Regions from separate parts of the Sus scrofa genome. Here regions 1, 2, 3 and 4 are each linked to region 5. The links are chromatin contacts, called in public Hi-C and HiChIP or PLAC-seq maps. All regions are on one chromosome and are shown on one strand. Each heading gives the region's core, a stretch centred on a gene start, on an enhancer-like site or on the middle of the called end of the contact. The rest is flanking DNA. Distances are from core to core; before and after follow the strand shown.

Region 1 (3,894 bases), core at 1,135-3,634, 130 kb before region 5:
GAAGAAGAAATTTTGCGGAAAAAGCAATAATTGGGGGGGGGGGCTCTTATTTCTTTCTAACTGAGAGAAATAAGCTTCATGCACGTCCACCTTGGACCGTAGTTGTTAATATGGTTTTCGAGGAAAATGGGAGCAGTATTTTGAGGCCAGACAACAAAACAGGGAGCAGGCAAGAATTAAGAATGGGACCAGGAGTTCCCATCGTGGCTCAGCGGTTAATGAATCCAACTAGGAACCATGAGCTTGTGGGTTCGATCCCTGGCCTTGCTCAGTGGGTTAGGGATCCGGCATTGCCACGAGCTGTGTCACAGACGTGGCTCGGATCCCGCATTGCTGTGGCTGTGGTGTGGGCCGGCGGCTGCAGGTCTGATTAAACCCCTGGCCTGGGAACCTCCATGTGCCACGGGTGCAGCCCTAGAAAAGACAAAAAAAAAAAAAAAAAGAATGGGACCAAACCAATAGAACCTGGTCACCTACTGTGAAAAGATACTGTAAAGAATACTACTAAATAGAAGATATTTGACTGTACTGGAGGAAAATGCTGTATAAATATAAACCTTTGTAGTTTCTACATAAAATAGCTTATGTAAACTTTCTTTACTATCTAGAGTCATATAAATACAGAAAGACACCTTAGTAATACTGCCAACTCAGACCTTGATAATTTCTTTTATATCCAAAGTTTTAAGCGCTAATATCCCTGTAATATAGTCATATCTAATCTCTCATATATCAGTTTCCTCATCTGAAGAACTGATTAGAGGTACAATCAATTTCCCTATATGATTCTGGAGCTCACTATAAGGAGCTAATGAAATAATAGATTCTATTGTGTGAACACTTTAGAAAATTAAGAATCCCATAAAAACAATTCTTATAAAAGTAAATATAGTTCTTTATACTAGACTTCCCATCAGGGAAATTGAGAAATATTGAATTTTTTTTGTCTTTTTTTGTCTTTCTCAGGCCACACCCGTGGCATATGGAGGTTCCCAGGCTAGGGGTCACATCAGACCTGTAGCCGCCGGCCTACACCACAGCCACAGCAACGCAGGATCCTTAACCCACTGAGCGAGGTCACAGATCGAACCCGCAACCTCATGGTTCCTAGTCGGATTTGTTAACCACTGAGCCACAATGGGAACTCCAGAAATACTGATTTTTATAGAAAAAAATGAAAACCTGTACTGGCCTGTGAAAAATATAAAATCCAGATTTCCCCTCAATCCATCCGTGTGGAGGAACTTTTTAGGAGGCCTCCAGGCAAGTCGTGGTGTGAGATGCGCCACAGAGTTCATATTAACATACAAAACTTTCAACTGGATGAGGGCAGGAGAGAACTAACCAGAGAAAACTGAAGATACACCCTCTGCTGTTACATGCGGAAGGCTTCCTGCCAGCAGGTGTATGTGCGTTTGCATGTATATGAATATGTATATACCTGCCTATATATTATGGATGTATATGGAAGTGTGTATGTTTGTGTACACACCTGTATTATGTATTGATGTGTCTGCATGTGAGTGTATTCATGCGTATGTGTGCGTGTGTATGCATGTGTATTGTGTTCATATGCGTGTAGGTACTTGTGTGTGTACATGTGTATTCATGTGTGCATGTGTGTACATGTATATGTATGCATGTATATGTTACTATGTATCTCTGTGTACATGTGTACATGTGTGTATTGTTTGTGTGGGTGTGTATGGGTGTACGTGTGTGTGCATGTGTGTTGCATGTGCATGCACGTGTGTGCAGATGTGTGCTGCGTGTGTCTGTGTTGAGGGTCAGAGGCACAGCCCTCTTAGGTACCACATGTCTTTCGCCATCATTCCTTCCAAAACAGGAAAAAGCCTCAGGCGAGCCACGCAGGCCTCAGAAACCTTGCGCTTCTGTCTCGGGTTCCGCCTGCGGGATTACCCCAGAGCGCCGCCGAGGCCGCGAAGCCCCGGCCCGCATCACCCACGGCAGCTCGGGCCTGAAGCAGGTGTGGCAGCGACACAGGTGGTTGGTTTGTCAGGGTCAGATTGGCACATCTCTAGCCTAGGGCTCTAGGGGAACGTTTAGATGTCGTTTCAGGGGTACGGTGTTCAGCTCCCCGGCGTCAAAGGCAGGCCCCTGCACGCTTCCCTCCCACATCCTGGTCTGGTGGGAGGGGAGAGGGCAAAGGGAAGGCGAGGAAGGAGGGAGGAGGGAGGGAGGGGGGAGGGGGAGCGAGAGGGGTGGGGCAGTGGGCGGGGAGGGAATGAGGGGGGCTGTCCTGCAGCCTTTCCGACTCGCCCCAGAAACCCCTTCTCAGGCACACGGGACTCCCCCGGCCCAGCCCTGGGAATCAGCCTTGTTTACCCAGCTCAGGGCGCTCCCTTTGCAGTTGCTATAGCAACCACCAGGGGTCAGTTTATAGAAGGAGACTCAGCGCTCCAGCTCCGTGCGGAGCCCAGCTGAAAACAATAGACCGGGACACCCGGGAAGGAAGCACATTGAAAACTTTGCCAGGAGCAGAAGCATCGCTCAGAGCAGAAGATATCCCTCGGCGATGCCGCGTTTCTTCTTTGCCGCTAGAGCTATTCTAGAACAGCGGAGGGGAGAGTGGGTCTAATCATTGCATCTTCCAGATTTTCCCCTCCCACCCTCTGCCACCCTTCCGCCCCCCGGCCCTCATGGCCTGAAGGCAGATGTTAGGAGTTGAGGTAACAAGGGCCGCTGACGGGGTTCATTTAAAGTGATAACTTCATTCATATAAGGTATTCACTGAGGATCAGAGAGATCCTTACAAACTCATTTTTCCGTCTTTCTCATGGGGACGGAGGCAGCAGCCACAAGAACCGCGGGCTCATCTAGAGGTGCAAGCCAAACAAAATGGAACAGAGAGCATGCTGGGAATCTCTCAGGATGCAGGATGCTAGGATGCTGTCCAGTGAAGACTTTCCAGCTCTAACCCGACTAGCCAACCAGATCTAGCAAATTTTAAAAGTACAGGGTGCCCAATTAAATGAGATTTTCAGATAAACAACAAATGGATTTTTACAAGCCTATCCCACGAAATCTTTGGGCTATCTATAGCGGAAGCTGAATTTAACCCAACCCTATTCTAATCCTCCTCATTACCGCTGCCTCCGGGAAAAAAAGCACGACACGTGAGTTCGTCCTCTGCGGCCAATCATGTGCCAGATCACCGTTTAGGGTGATCTGATCCTTGGACTATCCTGCCGACAGTGGAAAAATGAAAAGGCATTGTTTACCTGAACGTAAATAGTACACCAGAGGCAGGTCAACTGCCCATGGGCGGGCGAGGCTCCTGACCGTCGTCCCTCAGATCTAAACACCTGCTCTAGGAGTTTGATGGCTCAAAAGGAAAGAATCCAGTGCTGGTATGACTTTGACTTTTTCACAAAGTGTAAAAGTCAGCTTCCTAAAGAATAATGGTTCTTATTTCTTTGACAGGAAAAGCATTTTTTTTTCTTGGCCGTGGCCATGATCCCTCGGAAGTTCCTGGCTCAGGGATTGAACCCCTATCACACCAGCAACCGGAGCCACTGCAGTGACAACACCAGACCCTTAACCTGCTAGGCTGCCAGGGAACTCCAGGAAAAGCATTTTTAATGAGTTTTTTGTTTGTTTGTTTTTGTTTTGCCCAGGAATAAATGACTTTGGCTTCCCAGTGTTAGGCGGGGGAAACTGGAGTGGAAAAGACACTCAGGGGAGCTGGTAGGCGGTCTCTGTCCATGGGGTCCTCTGTGGTTTGGGGGCCTGGGCACTCACGTCCACAGTGAGAAAGCAGCATCGGCTTTAGCAAAGTCACCCTCTGCCCAGCTCGCCTTTGGCTCAGGTTTTGCTGCTTCATCACCAAGGCGAGGCCGGCCCCAAGAAAGCTGTGCCGACTTTCGTAGAACT
Region 2 (4,353 bases), core at 1,110-3,609, 240 kb after region 5:
AGGGCCCAGCCGGGCAGTGAACTGTGACAGGAGCTGGTGAGAGAGACCGCTTGTTAACCCGGGGCTAAAATAGGCACCAGCTCCATTTGCAAACCCCAAAGGCAGCAGAGCCACGCTGGGACATGCTGCCAGTTCAGACAGAAAGCTTTTAACTCAAAACAGCTGTTGGCTTCCCTCTCCTGCCCTTACCCCTGTCCCCGAAGCTGGCAAGGTGCCGTTGTTCCTTAATAAAAGGTGTTGGCGATCCAGACCCGTGTAAACACTGAGGCCTTTCGCCCGAAGTCCCCTGTGTTTCCAATCAGTGAAGTGTGAGCACAGAGCAAAACCAAGACTCGAGCCGCCCCAAGGGTGAGGGTCGGGTTTGCTTGCGCCTCTGCAGGACGGGCGGCAGCTGGGCCCCTCCGCGCAGCCCCCCAGACGAGAAGCGCAGGCTCACTGGGAACTGGCCCTTGGAGCTGGAGGTGACGGACAGAGCGTCCAGCGAGCAGGTGGTGTGGAGAGGACATCCCTTGCGGGGACGTTGCGGTGTTGAACGTTGTGCTTGGTTTAAGAATAGAACAGGGTAACAGGCCATCCGCGCTGGGCGGGAAGGAGTCCAGGTCAGCCCGACCACTGCAGAAAGGCTGAGGGCCCTTTCAGGATTTCCAGTAGCACCTTCTAAAAAGAAAAAGAAGTAGCAGAGTCAGTCATGCGTTGCCGACATACCAGTACATCCAGCATGGGGTGCCACTACAGAAGTCGTCAGTGCTGTGTTTACATTCTGGTTTTCATATGATATCTTCGCAATCCGGCGCACGGGGTGAAACTGCAGCCCACCTCGATGAAAACAGGCATCTTCCAAGCCCCCCCGCAGCCCCCTGCGCCAGGGCAGGCCCACCTGAGGCTGGGAGGGCTTTGTCGTGGGGGCTGGGCTGCGAGAGGAGGCATCTGGGTGGTCCAGTGGCTCTGTGGCTGCAGCTGGGGGTGGAATCTGGCAAAAGTTACCTAATCTTATGTGGCTTCTGGATGAAAGGAGATCAGGTAATAAATAATTTTTAAATTGTTTCAGTTAAATTATTTCAATAATTTAAAAATTATTTCAGTTAAACTGCATCTGGCAAATGAATGAACGCTTGTTGTGCGCCAGGCGCTTGACCAGACTTAAGAGAAAAGCAGTGACGGTGGAGACAGGGCCCCTTAAGGGCCGTCAGAAAACAGTGAGTGAGCCATTCTCGCGGAGTGAAGGGGGTCAGGCTGAGGCCAGGTGGGCCGGTGGCCTGCTGTCCAAGCTTGGCTGGCAGGCCGAAAGCTGCCCTTGGCATTTTACCCCCGATGCCGTGGCGCCCCCATGTGCTTGCCCGGCTCAGGGCCTCTGCCCCATCCGACGGGATCCTGGATGTTTGTGAGACAGACACCCCTAAATCTGCAGTGGGAGTTCGTGCCAGGGGAACCTGGTGGGCTCTGCAGGGGCAGCTCCCTGTGCCGCCAGGGTGGGGGAGAGGTGCCAGAACCTTCTTCCTCTGGAGTCTCCGGTGCTCCGAGGAGTGTTCGGCTCCCTTCACTGCACCCCGCTGCCTCTGCCCCGCCCCCGCCCGTCATCTGCAGGGGACCCTAACAGAGATTCCCATGGCGCTGGTCCCGTGCTTGTTAAATGTCAACCTAAAAATAGGGAGAGGGCATGACAAAATCCTCGTCAGCATCTCAAATTTAAGAGTCCCTGGGTCTCCAAGGCTCAGCCAGGTGGAGCAGATTGGAAACGATGCTGGGGGCTGAGCGAGGGGAGGGCATGTGCCCTTCCGTAGCCGGAAGCCGGAGGCACCTTGGGCAGGGTTGCCCCCTCCCTATCCTGCCCACGGCCCCTCCGAGACTCGGCTCCTGGGCTCCCGCCAGCCCACCCGCAGAGCAGCCCCTGGACCTGCCCCGCTTCACACCACGCCGCTTCGGTGGAACAGCCCGGGCAGGGCGTCAGGACGCGGTGTGCAGCCCGGCGGATTCCTGGGCGTGGGGAGGGCAGGCCGCTGCGGGCCAGGGCCCTGTCACAGGGCCATCACTGTTGCTCCTGGCAACTGGGAGAGATTAGTGCAGCTGCTGGATGTCAGTTCTCTGGCTGGGCCTGGAGGGAGGGCAGGGGTGGGCAGGGGGAGAGGAATGTCTGAACTGGGTGGGGCCCCGACCAGAGGTTGTTTGCACTCACCCCTCCTTGCCTCTGGAGACAGAACAGGGAAAACGAAGCATGAAATCCCTTTAAAAAAGGAATGTCAGTCCCTCGGTTAAAACGCTATAATGAGTAAGAAATTCAGTCTCCTGAGGAAGTAGTCAGGGTGCCTGCCGCCTTCTTAGCTTCTGAGGACAGGGCCAGAGTGCTACAAAGACGGCAGGCCTCGAGGATGTGACACGGGCGTGGCAGGAGCTGGGCTGCCCGCAGCACTGGTCCTCTGAAGGACAGCCCAGCGGTGGAGGGAGGGCAGCCAGCTCCAGCCTTGCCTGAGCCTGGCATCTCCGTGACCCTGGGCTCCGTCCCCCCACCTGGAAGATGGGCGTGGGGACGCGTGAGGATGAAGGGCATGCCCCAGTCCTCCGACTGTGACAAACACTCCGTGAACCTTTCCCTGATGCTGTTATTTGAACGTGGGTCTTGTTTAGTGTGTTCAGCCTTGCAACACTTAAGTTAGGGGTTCGTGTCCCTCGCTGGGAACCCCTTCCAGTGAAACGGAGAAGGAACTGGGTGCTCTTCCCGTGGCAGAACTTGGGAACGGGTCGGCCCTTAGTCCCTGTTATAAGGCGGCACTCCTACTTCCGCTTTCGTAAAGATGGGGTAACTGAATGGCTGTTTAGACGTGGGTTGACTCCTGCCTCCCAGAGGCTGGGATCCCGGCTGTGCGGAAACCCAGACCTCCCGAAGCCTGGCAGCACCTGACACCTTTACACGCTGGGACGGCAGGTCCTCTCCCTTAGCTTGTGGGGAAAGCTGAGATTCTGAAGAAGTGTTTCCTGAGATTTGGAACTTGCCACAGCAGTCTTTCAGAAGTGCGTTTAGCATAATGAAACAGAGCAGTTTTCTTTAACCCTTTCTCGGTGACAGGATCGTGTGCCTGGCCCTCAGCTTGACAGGAGGATGTGAAAATCAGGCGCCCCAGGGAGCAGGGGGTCTCTTTGGATTGCTCTTCAGCGTTTTACCTTGTTCTGGAGGGTCAGGACCCCCAGATGAGCCCAGGGGCACTGTAGCAACCTGGGGGGAGCTACGCCCAGAACTGTGGACCCTCAAGGTTTAAAATATTTTTTCTCTCAGATTTTTGGTGGCCTTGTTTTCTGTCTCTGTAGGTCACCCGCTGGCGACTCCGCCTCCACCTTTCTCTTGGCCTGACTCGCAGTCTGTGTGCGCGGTCACCACCCGTCGCAGGTCCTCGGCACGGTTATTGGGGAAACCGCTCCATTTGTGGTTACCCGTTCCTTGTTTCCTGGCCGGGGCCGGTTAAGTCACTGTCAGCCCTGCTGGGAGTTGCCCCGCGGACGGCTTCTTCCTCCGCCCTCGTCCCTGCAGAGTGCCCACGCCACGCCACAATCGCCACGCCACAATCGTGTGTTTATCACACCACGTTTCTACCCCAGCCCAGAGCCATGAGCTGTCCTCTAAAAATTAGTAACAAGGCCGGACGGAGTGTCCCTTACAGGCACGTGATGCAAAAGGACGGCTCTGCGGCGTCCATCCCCACGGGGCGGGCCCTGGTTCAGGGACTTGAAGAGCCTAACTTTTGGGGTTTTTTGAGAACTGGCCATGGATCTGGGCACAAACAAGAACATCATCCATTTGCATTAAAGTCCTTGGAGACCGAAAGGACCAACCCCCAGCCAACAAACGGAGTGGTTCCTGGACCTCCCGGAGCCGGCTGGGCCCAGCCCTGGCCTCACTCAGTGGGTTGAGGATCTGGCGTTGCCCTGGCTGTGGTGTGGGCCGGCAGCTGCAGCTCTGATTGACCCCCAGCCTGGGAACCTCCATGGCCCTAAAAAGAAAAAAAAAGTATATAAGCCAGTGAAATATTACTTTTTGTTTTGTTTTGTTTTAAGAAAGAATAGTCTCTGTGAAACTGAGTTGGGCAGACTTGTGTATAATCCTGATTGGTTTGGTTTGTTTTTTTAGTGGCTGTGAAATTCAGGGGGAGCAAGACCCCTGTGAACAGTCGAGAGAAATAACCATAAGGACGTAGGATGCTGTTGTAGTTTGGTTTGCAAAAAACCTAAGTTCTTGCTCTACCGTAATGAATCTAAAAACTGGAAATCAAAGGTGTTGCCTCATGAGAGTGACCGGTCCAGTGACAGCACGGATCTTCACTTAGTGGAGTCAGACTCGGGCGTAAGTCCTTGGCCCTCCGAGAA
Region 3 (4,201 bases), core at 1,491-3,990, 150 kb before region 5:
TGGTGCTTATTCAAATCAGTAGCAGTGGCAATGACCTGAGGCATATCTCATGCTTTTAGTTCTGGTTTTATAGTTAAGCAAGGCTGCTTTGTTCCATGATGTTCTGATGGCTTCTTGAGCCATCGTGAACTTACAGTGATCTTCCAAAGTCCCTAGGTTTGCCTCTCTATCTCTGGTCGCCTACTGGGACTTCTGCAACTACCTGTGTAACTATCCTACTCTAACTGTCCCTATCAGAAGGGCAGCAGGGGAGAGAGAAGCAGAGCAGCACAAGTTCCAGCCTCTCCTGGGTGATGAATCAGATCCCCCTGGACCACAAGAGCCCCTGCACTGGACCACAAGAAACCTCTCAGCTGTTCCCCGTGCATGTGTCCTGGCTTCAGCCACACAAGTGTAGCTTTTAACTCTCTGGTACAAACAGCATCTGTTTTCAGCCTTATTTGGAGGCGGGGGAAGGGAGGGTTATTTGAGGCATCTTATGTGAAGAATTCACTGAACGGAAGGTTGTTCCTATTTAATTAGAACAAATAAAAGCCAAAATTGCTATGCAAAATAGAAGTCAACCAGCCACCATAAGCATGAACAGCAGGGTTTGGTGCCACCTGCCTCCTTGCAAGTGGGCATCTCTGACTGGCATCCTGACCACCAGCTGTTTAGACACATTCCTAGAAGCATTGTTTCAAGCTATCGGAACTTGGCCGTTTAGAAGGTGCTAGAAACTAGTGCAACACTCTTAGCCACATGGCCCAAACGAAAAAGCAAATCATTCCTATTTAATGACTAATAATGAAACAATAAGGTTATGCCCACTGTAAAAATGTCAACAAGCTGGAGACATATTAAGAGAGCAGAACATTCGAGCCAGATGATGCAAAAAAGACAGAAATGGAGAACTTGGGGAGACTGCCGCTGGTCTGGGGTCAGGCTGGTAAGGAGGTTTCCTGTCACGTGGGAAGGGCCACCAGAGGCCGGCAGCTACCAGGAAGGCCTGCAGTGAAATCGTGGCGGCCTCATGAGCCCAGCTGGGAAGATGGAGAGACGCCAACTGCAGGTGGGAGGACTGTCACCCGTGTGTCTGCAGCCATGACCCAAGGCCCCCTGGCACTGGCTGGCAGCTATACAAAGGTCAGGAGGTGACCACACTCGCTAGTACAGGGCATCACTAGTACAGGGCAGCTGTGGCCTGAGCAGGAGCTTCACGCCTATCTTCTTAAGTATCTTCCATAACGAAGAGCCCAGCCCCCGCTTCTCTTCCCATCTCTAGACCCCACCCCCACCAGGTCACTAAAGCATCCCTGGAGGTGTCTCTAAGTGTTTCTTCTTTATTTTCTCTTTTTAGGGCCGCACTTGTGGCATATGGAAGTTCCCAGGCTAGGGGTCCAGCTGGAGCTGCAGCTGCCAGCCTACACCACAGCCACAGCCACAGGGGACCTGGGCCGCATCTGCAACCTACACCACAGCTCACGGCAACACCAGATCCTTAACCCACTGAGCAAAGGCCAAGGACGGAACCTGCATTCTCATGGATACCAGTTCTTTGCTCTTAACCCACTGAGCCACAATGGGAATTCTCTATAAGCATTTCTAAATGTGTCTAAACCCAAGTCTTAATCCCCTCAACAGACCTGAAGCTCCTCTAGGCTTCCGTTTCAGTGGCGTCACCACTGTCTACTCAGCCGCTCACCAGAAACTGGGAGGCATCCTTGCTTCTTCCCATCTGAGCCCAGTCTCCATTCTCCGTGTTTGTGGCTTCCACCTGGACCAAGCCACCGTCATCACTTGCCTGGACTTTGGTCAGAGCCTCCTAAGCTGTTGCTTCCTTCGTGACCCACCCCCACAGGCCCATCCCCCCATGGCAGATAGGACGGTCCTTGCAAAGCCAGAGTCCCAGGGCTTCCCCTTCCCGCAGCTCTGAGGGCACATTCCAGCTTCTGGAGGATGCCCCCTCCTGGGGCAGTGTCCACCTCTCCTTCCTCCTAGGGGCACTTGGACCAACCCTGCTTCTCTGGGTTCCGTCCTTACTGAGTTCTCTTGCTTCTACCAGTACTTTCCAAAGAGCAATCATGTTCCCTTTCAGGCTAAAATGCAAAATAGAGCCTGGCTTATCTCCCAAGAAGGCCAAACTCCAAGTCAATCCTGGAACATCTTTTGCCCACTTGAAAATTCTTGAAAAGCAACCGCTGATTCCCAGCCAGGCTCCCTGCCCCCGTGCTCCCCCGCCTCGTCCACTCTGCATCCTCTGCAGCCTCTGGTCACCGCTGCAGCTGGGCTCTGCCCCTTCAGAAGCCGACGCTCCAGCGAGGTGGGGGATTTATGGTGGAAGGTTACACAGAGCGTAAATCTGGCCTCAGGAATCAAGGGCTGTGACATTTTTACGGCCTCCTCCTCCAAGCCCCTGCGTGGATATGAAGCAACCAGAGGGAAGAACATCTGGTTTCACTTTTTTTATTCACTACCCCAGCTCCCATCTGACAAAACCCTCCGTCTTGCCAGTGTTCTGGTGGATGGTGGAATGAATGAGCCCTGGGGCAGCTCTCTGCCGCAGATCTGCTTTTCCTGGCTCATCACGGGGTAAAGAAACCGCGGGGACCAACGGGCCGCCACCGCTGCACTGAAACAAAGCGTGTACCCAAGTTGAGGCCGGGGTGGCAGGCTGCGAGCTCGCCTGACTTACGGAAGGACATCTACCAGGGCGGCGAGGGCTGGCCCGGGCCTCCCCGCTCGCAGGGGGCGTGGCCGGGACGCGCGCGATGAATGCTGGGACTTGTAGTCTCTGTGGGCAAGATGGCCGCCAGTGAGAGTCGCACACCGCCGTCGCTGGCCGGGACTTAGCAAAGTAAGGGTTCCCGTAATGACTACAGGTCCCCTGGAGGAAGGCACACCAGAGATAAGAAGCCGCTCCAATAAGTATCTCCTGTTCCGCGTGGCTAGCCCAGAGCCCCACCTCACGGCAGAGGCTTGCTTCTCAGCTGATGGCGAGGCCCTGCGGGAGCCAGTTAGAAAAATGTGCCCCTTGTCACTCATGCCGACTGACCGTAGCCAGTCAGGTAATTGACCAGCAGGGAGGATGAGAACCAGGCTTCTGGCTCTCCCTGTCCCGCTTACTAGATACCACTCCATCAGCCCGGGTAATGGGAGCCCTAATCTTTCATCACCTGCTCCCTAAGCTGTGCGCTGGCCGGAATGTTCCAGAAAAGATGGAAAGCAACAAAGTCCAAGCAGGACAGTGCACCGGGGCCCTGTGAGGACGGCCCGAGTGGCCAGATCTCCTGCTCCCCCTCCCCCCGCCCCCGTCTCCAGGACTCCAAAAGCAGATCCCCGCAGACCGAAATCCCTCCAGAGTCCTCACGGCCTGTTGAACAAGCTCGTCTGTACAGTGCGCATCTATCCTTCTCACTCACTGCTGCCCCAACTCGCACCCTAGGAGGGTTATGTGCAGATGCGAATGGTGACTTTTATGAGCTGCCCGAAGCTGTGTGCCCAGAACTGCACTGGATCCCAGAAGGCGGTGCCGTTACGTCCATTTTTCAGATGGTGAAATGGAGGCATGGAAGTTAAAGCCTCTACCACCTGCTGCCCTCAAACCTGAAATCCAGCAGGTGGTTCTGCGGAGGTAAGCATGGAGCCAAGCAGACAGTCGGCACGGGAACCGCAGCATCACCCACCTCGGGAGGGCCTCATGCTGCTGCCGCCAGCACTGGTGAGTGGCCTCTGCTCCCAGAGTTTACTCCCTTGACCCCCCCCCCCATTGACCTCCAGCAGAGACCCTGATCCCTCGGGGGCTGTGCTCTGGCCTGGCTGGTGGGGGGACTTTAAACCCCCCCCCCATGCCTGGATTCCAACATAGAGATTCTGATGTAATGAGCCTGCGAGGTGAGCCTGGACATAAGGGAGGTTGAAAAGCTCCCTGGGGGATTCTAATAATGTGACCAAAGTGGACACACTGACCTAGACTCAAACTTCATCAGAATAACACAAACCAAGCCTACAGACGCCCGTCATGGGCAGGCACCCAATGCCGTGGGCATCCCTTCTGTTTGAAAGGCAGAAGCACCCAGCAAGCATCAAAGGCAGGTGACTTAAGGGCTTCAGTCCCTCACTGACCCCGCTACTCCTCTCTGCCCCTCCCTCTCCACTGCGCCCCCCCCCCCCCGCCCCAGAAGCTTGAAAACAGTTTTTTTCACTTCCATTTACTGCTCTC
Region 4 (3,731 bases), core at 1,094-3,593, 220 kb after region 5:
ACGTACTTTCTATGATTTCCGTTCTTTTAAATTCATTGAGGCTGGTTTTATGGCCTAGCATGTGGTCTGAACTAGAGAATGTCCCATGTCTGTTTGAGAAAAATGTACATACTGTTTTTGTTGTGTGGAGTGTACCCTTGATGTACTGTCACTTCAGCTGATTTACATATTGTTCAAGTCTTCTGTTTCCTCATCGATCTGCATTGATCTTTGTGTGTTCTACCTGTAAGGTTTATTCAGTTATCATCCCTTTTCACAGAAGAGGAAACTTGCTTAGGATCAAAGTCGGTGCCGAGGTTTGAACTTAAGCTTAGAGGCCATGAAAAATAATTGATGTAGCTTTTTGTCACTTTGCATATTAGAAAAAAGCACTCTTTCAGCTCTGCCGTCTTTCGAAACAGTTGCGTGTCACTGTAGAGTGTGATGTTCACAGGTAGCCGTTCTCAGCCGCGCTGCCCGTGGGTCTGCTGAGTGTGGTCATGGATAAACAGAAATGACCTTGAATTTTTTATAGCACAACTCTTGATAGTACCCTAAGATATGTTTCTCATTTATGAACAGTGCATATTGGAGTTTTTGGTAAATTGCTGTTGACAAGTTTGTTTTTTAAGGGCCGCACCTGAAGCCCTTAAAGTTCCTAGGCTAGGGGTCAAATTGGAGCTGCAGCTGCCAGCCTACATACACTGTAGCTTGCAGCACCACATACTTAACCAACCCACTGAGTGAGGCCAGGGATCGAACCCACGTCCTCGTGCCCTCACACATACTGGTTGGGTTCTAAACCTGCTGAGCCACAATGGGAGCTCCTACAAGTATTGTTAAAGCAGGCCTTAGGGTGTTCATTTGTGCTAATTTTGGATTTTGTGCTGATTTCATTTATTGTGAGTCATCTTGATTTGAAGGAGGGGGCTAATCGTTGGGGGGCCGAGTTCTAGTCCCAGTTCTGTAGAACTTTTCGGAAATCTCCAGTTTTCTCTGCTTTACCAACAGGGCATAGCAAAACCTCATTCAGAACTTGTGCTCAAACGCAGTGAGTGTTTGTGGGAGCATTTTGAAGGCTTGTAGGGTACCATGGAAGTGTGCTGGGTCGGGGGTCTTTCTGAGTTGGTGCTTTCAGAGCTGAAGGCACCCCTGTGATCACCTTCGAGAGGTGAGCACTCCGAGCTGTGTGACCCTGGCAGGTTCATTGACCTCCCTGTGTCTTGGTCACTTCATCTGTAGAAGGCGGTGCTACTGTGCCAATTGGAACATTGCAGGGGATTCATGATTTAACACATGCCAAGCACATAAGATAATGGTTAGTTAACTAGGACTTAGAAATAAATTTAAATAAATGGTCATTAATGTCGTTGTTCTTTGTGCCACTGAGGGAAGGTGTAACGGCTGAACAGTCATATAATGCCAGAAAATGAATGAAGAAGTTATTTTTCCCTTTGTTCTTTCCTAGATTAAACTGGTAATTTAAACATCAAAACTTTATTTAGAATATTTGAGTTGATCACACTGCCTTTATTTCATCTTCTCTGTAGAAAATCGCAAACAATGCGTTAAAAGAGCACTTGGTTTTCAGTCCTCAGTCGCAATCAGCACCACCTTCCCTTGTTGGTGAAACTGTGCTTTTGGAAAGAAATGTGTATAAAAATGTGAAAACACTTACAAAAATGTGCCAGAGAGAGTAGAGTTAGATTTATTTGTCCTGGTGGATCTGTTCCAGAATCTGATACTCCAGTGGTGAGCTGTGATCTCTCCTGAGCAAATACCTGTGTTACATTAATCAGGGGCCAGAGCCCCGCTGGGATGTGTGTGCAGGAATTAAAAAGAAGAGTGAGGGCCCGAGTCTGGAGTAGCTGCATCCTTGTTTGATTTTTCTAGGCGTGAAAGGAAGTCAGTGGACTGTGTGTTTGCTGCTCAAAACCAAGAAGTTCTGTGTCTCATTTTCCTTCTGCTGCTGCTGCTGCTGCTTTCAAGATCTGTGGCAGCAGCTGGGACTCTTGAGCCGGGAGCCGATGGCCAGGGCTGGGCACCTACCCCTAGGGCCCTGTTCTGCCTTCACTGTCACCTGCCCTGGGCCCCCTTACCTGTGACAGGACTCTGTGCTGAGTGTCAGTCCCTCCCCTCAGGGCTGCAGGACCCCTCTGTGATGTGAGTCCCTGTAGTGTGGACTTGTAGGTCGGGTTCTCCGAGGCCTAATCGCACAAGGCTGGTCCAGTGCCCCTGCCCTCAGCCCCCGGCTCACCCCGTTCTCAAGGTCATCTACACGAGCCCAAGTGCCGTGTGCCTGCGTATGTGTGCACGCACTCAAGTTTCCTGGCTGAGCCCCGCCTTGCCCGTGTTTACTGCCCAGCGGCGTGCTGGAGGAGGCAGATCTGGACTCCACCCCAGATTTTGGTTGCTTTAACCCCTAGAGGGCTTCACTATGCATCTCACAGTGTGGACCTCGAGAGCTGCATCCTTCTCCATTTCCAGTTATTCCTAGCTGATGAGGAGATACTCGTTGCAGCTACCCACTTTATAAAGCAACTCTCTCTCCTTTGGCCACGAGTCATTTTATGAGAGTTCATTTGTTGTCTTTGTTTATGAGGCTAATCAGTCCTTCTGTAGTGTTTCCTTCACTGTCGTTTTATGAGAGGACCGTCAACCAGTAGAACCGTCATATTTATTTAAAAAAAAAACATTTCACAGAATCAGGTAGCAGATCAAATTACGTGTGGTCACGTTGATAGTTGCAGTGTAGCATTAATAAGCCCATTACCTACACTGCACACAGAGTTTAAAACTTCGTTCGAAGGCAAGTGTGGGGAGTTGCCATCCTGGCTCAGCGATGAACGAAACCTGACTAGGATCCATGGGTACATGGACTCCATCCCTGGCCTCGCTCAGTGGGTTAGGGATCCGGCGTTGCCATGAGCCGTTGTGTAGGTTTTAGGCAAGGCTTGGATCCCAAGTTACTGTGGCTTTGGTGTAGGCCAGCAGCTACGGCTCCAGTTTGACCCCTAGCCCTGGAACTTCCACATGCCACACGTGCAGGCCTAAGAAGACAAAAATAAATAAATGAATAAATACATGCAAGCAAGTGTAAAGTGTAACAGAATCACTTTGTTGTGCAGCAGAAATTATCACCACTTTGTAAATCAGTAAATAAAATGCCACCAAAACTTTACAAATGTAAAAAAATAAAAAGGAATTGTATATTTGGTAAATAGGGAGACTTAGAGTGATGCCAGTTCCAGCTTATTTTGAAAAAGTTTGGAGGAGAGACCGTCTCAATTTAGTATCATATCCGGTATAGTTTTTCAAGTTGCCACATCCCTGTCTGCAGATTCTCATGTTTTTGAGGTTTGAAAATCCTTTATCCCAAACCTTTCTAAATAGCCTAGTTCCTGAGCAGAATAATAGGCTGCCATCACAGTGCAAAACACGTATCATGGAAACATCCCCGTGGCTCCGGCTTTTAACTTCCCAGAACTCCTTATCAGTCTGCTCCCATGTTGAAAGTTTGGATTGAGCCGTGCTTGTCTTCCAAAACAAACCTGGGAAACTGAGCCAGGGCCCGCCCTCTGGGAGCGTGCAGTGTAGGAAAAAGGGCACTGAGCTTTGCAGTTTGCACAACTTTCCAGAAAGTGCCAGACGGCAGAGCTGTGAAGAAGTGATGATACTTGAAAGGATTGAAAGGGATCTCATTTGGAAAGAATCCAATCTCTGAAATGGGTCTTTTTCTTTGGAAAATCGTA
Region 5 (4,138 bases), core at 40-2,539:
CGGTGGTTTAGTGGACTCGCTCTAGGTCACGATGCGTTTGGAATTCCACATCAGCGAAGTCTGCAGGACCGCCCTGGGGCTGTTGGGAAGGATCCGTGGAGAATTTTAAGCCTCTTACGTGAGGATAATGGGAGAAATATAAGATGATGATCATAAAAATAACTGGAGCTGGAAAGGGTGGCAGTTTGGAAAGAGCCTTCTCAACGTGGTAATATTTATGTCAGGGACACTGAAGCCATCATTGGGGCGATATTTGCTCCACAAAGTAAAATTGAGGCCGTTCTTTGGGGCTGATGGAGGGGCCCAGAGGACACGGGGTTTCTCCACCAGAGGCCACGTGCTCCACCAGGCGGGCACCAGCATCTGGAGATGGGGCAACAGAGGTCGTGTAATTTGTATATTTATCAACAAAAAACATCGGCTTTAGAAGGGCTTCCGCAGTTCCCAGAACCTCGCCAAAGCGGGAAACCTCAGCCCCGTCCAGCCCTGAAGTCAGAGTCCGCCTCGTACCAGGCGCTCCAGGGACGCACGTGCACGCGAAGCCGCGAGGAACTTCCAAGACCCTTTGCTGGTTGTCAGCCGACGAATCCGCCCCAAACCCACCACGGGGTCTTGGAAAAGGAGCTTCCGTGCCAACCAAATATTGGGGGCTGGAGCAAGAGTTGACAAAAGCCAAGAGGCTTTCCATCCGGCCTCCTAAAATGAGCTGTCAGCCCCGACTCTTGTCATTACTTCGCCGGGACTTGCGACGAATTCCAGCAGACGCCCGCTGTTTTCTCCTCGATCACGGATGAGGGCGTCTGTCCAGGGCTTCTTAACGACCATGGACCTATCGGCCTCCAAGCTTTTTCTATACAGGACACATCGACATGGTCTGAGAAAGTCATACCCAGCACGCTTCGCTGTTGTCGTGTGTGATACCACGTGCTCCATCGGCAGGTGTTAACAGAGCCTCTGGCACTCCTGCCAGGGCGGGATCGCAGCACGTCCCACTGGCGTTTCTCATCCTCGCAATTATCCACAGAGGTGCTGCGGACAGGTTCCCGCCTTTGAGTTATTTCCTGGGGGATAACACCCCCTAAAGATAAGGCACCTGACCTAGAAGACCTCTCATGAGCTGTGGGGTGCAAAAGTGGCAGCATCCAGGGTCAGACAGGTGCTGGGCAGAGGTACCCCGGAACTCTGGATGCTCTGTCTGCCCCTCCAGGTACACTGCCCTCCCCCCTCCACCCTGCCCTCAGCTTGGCTGCCGGCCTTTAGCACTGTGTCCCCCAGGCACTGTGTCCTCCAGGCACTGTGCCCTCTATGCACCGAGTCCTCCATGTACTGCATGCTCCAGGCACTTTGTCCTCCAGGCACCGCGTCCTCCAGGCGCTGGGTCCTCCAGGCGCTCTATCCAAGGTTCCCTGGCTTCCTGGTGGGTTGGCCAGTCAGGGGGCCTCCAGAAGGCTCTGGGGGAAGGAGAAAAAGGGGGAGGACCCCCGCCCCTGGCAGAACACAGACTGTCCTTTTCTGTGTTCCTCTACCACAGCTTCTGTCCAGAGTCTTCTCTGGACGCCAGGAGCCCCTTCTTTTGCTTGCCCCTCAGGCACAGGGTCTCCCCAACACTCGCCCAGGTGCGCTGCCTTCCCCTGCTGGTTTCCCGTAACCTTGCCTTCGCCTCTGTAAACAGTCTGTCAGTAAGTTCTCCTCAATGACCTATTTAGGCTGCACCTTCTCTCTGCTGCCAGGAGCCTGGGTGGTGTGCCAGAGGGCTGGGGGACAAGGGACAGGGACTCTAACTAATGGGGGGAGGGGCATCGCAGCTGTGCCAGAAGCGTCTGCCAGGCTGCAACCCAGAAGGCAAGGATATGCTAGCTGGGCATGGGGGCAGAGGAACGAGGGAACATCAGGTACAAAAGTGGGGGCGAGAAGGAGACCGGTGCCCTCTACAACCTCCTAGAGCTTCGGGACGGCAGAGGCGTGGGAAGCCAGCAGCGGGCTCAGAGCTGCATAAATCAGGGCACGCCCACCAGGGAATTTCACGTAGCTCTTAACAGCTACCGGTCACAGACACATCTTTTTCTTTTTCTTTTTCTTTTTCACAACCACACCTGTGGCATATGGAAGTTCCCAGGGTAGGGGTCGAATGGGAGCTGCAGCTGCCAGCCTACGCCACAGTCACAGCAATACTGGATCAGAGCCACATCTGCAAACCGCTCCACAGCTTGTGGCAACTCCAGATCCTTAATCCACTGATCGAGGCCAGGGATCAAACCAACATCCTCATGGACACTATGTCAGGTTCTTAACCCACTGAGCCACAATGAGAATTTCTTTTTTTTTTTTTTTTTTTGCCTTTTCTTGAGCCGCTCCCATGGCATATGGAGGTTCCCAGGCTAGGGGTCGAATCGATGCTGTGGCCACCGGCCTACACCAGAGCCACAGCAACGCGGGATCCGAGCTGCGTCTGCAACCTACACCACGGCTCATGGCAACGCCGGATCCTTAACCCACCGAGCAAGGCCAGGGATCGAACCCGCGACCTCATGGTTCCTAGTCGGATTTGTTAACCACTGCACCATGACGGGAACTCCGGGAATTTCTGTTTTAATGACTTAATATATTCACTCAACAAATAAGCTCCTCGTGCATATGCCAGGCGCTGAGGCTGGAGCTTGAACACAAATTCCCTGATCACCTACCTCGATGGCACTAGGAAAGGCACATAATATGAAAACGATGAAGAAGGCAAACATAATTGCTTATCTATACAGACGCTGGATGACCACAAAGCATATGGGAAAACAAGGAAAATACACTACTAGGTCAGCTGACGTCATCTTTAAGGGATGAGAATCACGAGCTATGCTTTTTTTCTTTATACCTTTCTACCCTCAGATGAGATTTCTGTCAATGTTGTGCTTTTATTTTGTGAAGGATTAGCTAAGATTTTTTGGCTTAAGTGACCCTCCCTTCAGAGAGGATGAGAGCATATTCTGTAATAACTGGGGAAGACTGCTGCGTATCCTGTTCAGCTGGACCCCGCATCTTAGTCACTGATGCCTCTCCAACTCTTCAAGACGACCCAGAGGAAGACAAGGCGGCAAAGCCCTTGGCTTCTACCAAGGAGCCCGGAGCGGGAGGCACCGCATGGACCACGCCTGCAACGTCATCATCACCTGCGCTGGCCCGTGACCTCGGCTGCAGGTCACATCCAGACACAGGTGTCTGCTCCACAGGTTCCTCACATTTTCTGCCCAACACCTGGGGAGGGATCTTACTGACTTCCGAGCGCTCTACCCCACCCTTGCCTCCCAGGCTCACGGTGGCATCGTGATTGATGACAGCTGGGGATCCCTGCCCCGGCTTCGCCTCGGTGCTCCCTCCGCTCCTTCAGAAGTGACACACTCGCCTCCACCCCTTACTGGAAGGCCCTGGTTTCTGGCTTGCTGTGTCCTGCCCCACAGCTCCAAGAAGACACCCGCCAAGGACTCCAGAGGATACACCAGGCTTCCCAAATGTGACATCCACTGCCAGCTGCAAAAGTGTACTATCAGCTGATGGCAACAATTTCTAAAGCTTTTTTTTGGGGGGGAGGGAGGTTTATTTAGAAAGGGGAAAATAATATCAATATTGAAGAAAGAGTCATTAGACAAAATCCAGGAGCCAGGTCTAATTTTTTTTAAGTATGGTAAAAATCTATATATCAAAAGCCAATGACAAACATTGTATTGAACAATGAAATGCTAAAGCCATTCCATGAGAATCTGGACTATGACACAGAGGCCTCCCTCACCAAAATTGTTCAGCCTGCTTTTAGAAGTTCTCACTTATGCAATAAGACAAGAAAATTAACTAGGGAGTATAAATATTAGAATAAGATACAGATATGGTTATAGATAGATAAGTACACCTAGAAAACCAAGAGATTCTATTTTAAAAACCCATTATAAATACTAAAAGAATTTGATGAAGTCACTACATATAATAAACGTACAAGAGTCAAAAATTCTTATTTATGCTAGCAATAACAAGTTTTAAAAGGGAAAGAATGTGTGTATATATATGGATAACTGAGTCACTTTGCTGTACAGCAGAAATTGGCACACTGAAAATCAACTCTAATTTTTTTAAAAAAGGAAATATACAAACAACT

The links. Hi-C and Micro-C count contacts between places; a contact is called where the count stands out from the background. HiChIP or PLAC-seq counts read pairs in DNA pulled down with a chosen protein or histone mark.
Region 1: a Hi-C map of skeletal muscle shows a contact between it and region 5, with 2.1 times the contacts expected there. The contact joins two enhancer-like sites. A contact is called at or near these places in 3 of 47 Hi-C or Micro-C datasets (liver and skeletal muscle).
Region 2: an H3K27ac HiChIP or PLAC-seq map of skeletal muscle shows a contact between it and region 5. The contact joins two enhancer-like sites. A contact is called at or near these places in 2 of 2 datasets of contacts at active chromatin or transcription factors (alveolar macrophages and skeletal muscle).
Region 3: a contact with region 5 is called in an H3K27ac HiChIP or PLAC-seq map of skeletal muscle. The contact joins two enhancer-like sites. A contact is called at or near these places in 2 of 2 datasets of contacts at active chromatin or transcription factors (alveolar macrophages and skeletal muscle).
Region 4: an H3K27ac HiChIP or PLAC-seq map of skeletal muscle shows a contact between it and region 5. The contact joins two enhancer-like sites. A contact is called at or near these places in 3 of 47 Hi-C or Micro-C datasets (liver and skeletal muscle) and 2 of 2 datasets of contacts at active chromatin or transcription factors (alveolar macrophages and skeletal muscle).

The regions. Positions count from the first base shown.
Region 1 is chr7:4,244,112-4,248,005 of Sscrofa11.1, forward strand. No RefSeq gene overlaps it. Among named protein-coding and RNA genes, the nearest start is that of LY86, 140 kb to the left of the region's middle. Within about 2 kb of position 2,385, at least 16 of the 83 cell types and tissues checked have an H3K27ac peak or open chromatin away from gene starts, as enhancers often do. A contact at or near this core is called in skeletal muscle, where this site is marked.
Region 2 is chr7:4,610,987-4,615,339 of Sscrofa11.1, forward strand. The region is part of intron 8 of RREB1 (ras-responsive element-binding protein 1); the gene reads left to right. Among named protein-coding and RNA genes, the nearest start is that of SSR1, 73 kb to the right of the region's middle. Within about 2 kb of position 2,360, at least 31 of the 83 cell types and tissues checked have an H3K27ac peak or open chromatin away from gene starts, as enhancers often do. A contact at or near this core is called in skeletal muscle, where this site is marked.
Region 3 is chr7:4,224,286-4,228,486 of Sscrofa11.1, forward strand. No RefSeq gene overlaps it. Among named protein-coding and RNA genes, the nearest start is that of LY86, 120 kb to the left of the region's middle. Within about 2 kb of position 2,741, at least 66 of the 83 cell types and tissues checked have an H3K27ac peak or open chromatin away from gene starts, as enhancers often do. A contact at or near this core is called in skeletal muscle, where this site is marked.
Region 4 is chr7:4,590,153-4,593,883 of Sscrofa11.1, forward strand. The region is part of intron 6 of RREB1 (ras-responsive element-binding protein 1); the gene reads left to right. Among named protein-coding and RNA genes, the nearest start is that of RREB1, 80 kb to the left of the region's middle. Within about 2 kb of position 2,344, at least 17 of the 83 cell types and tissues checked have an H3K27ac peak or open chromatin away from gene starts, as enhancers often do. A contact at or near this core is called in liver and skeletal muscle, where this site is marked.
Region 5 is chr7:4,376,027-4,380,164 of Sscrofa11.1, forward strand. No RefSeq gene overlaps it. Among named protein-coding and RNA genes, the nearest start is that of RREB1, 130 kb to the right of the region's middle. Within about 2 kb of position 1,290, at least 4 of the 83 cell types and tissues checked have an H3K27ac peak or open chromatin away from gene starts, as enhancers often do. A contact at or near this core is called in liver and skeletal muscle, where this site is marked.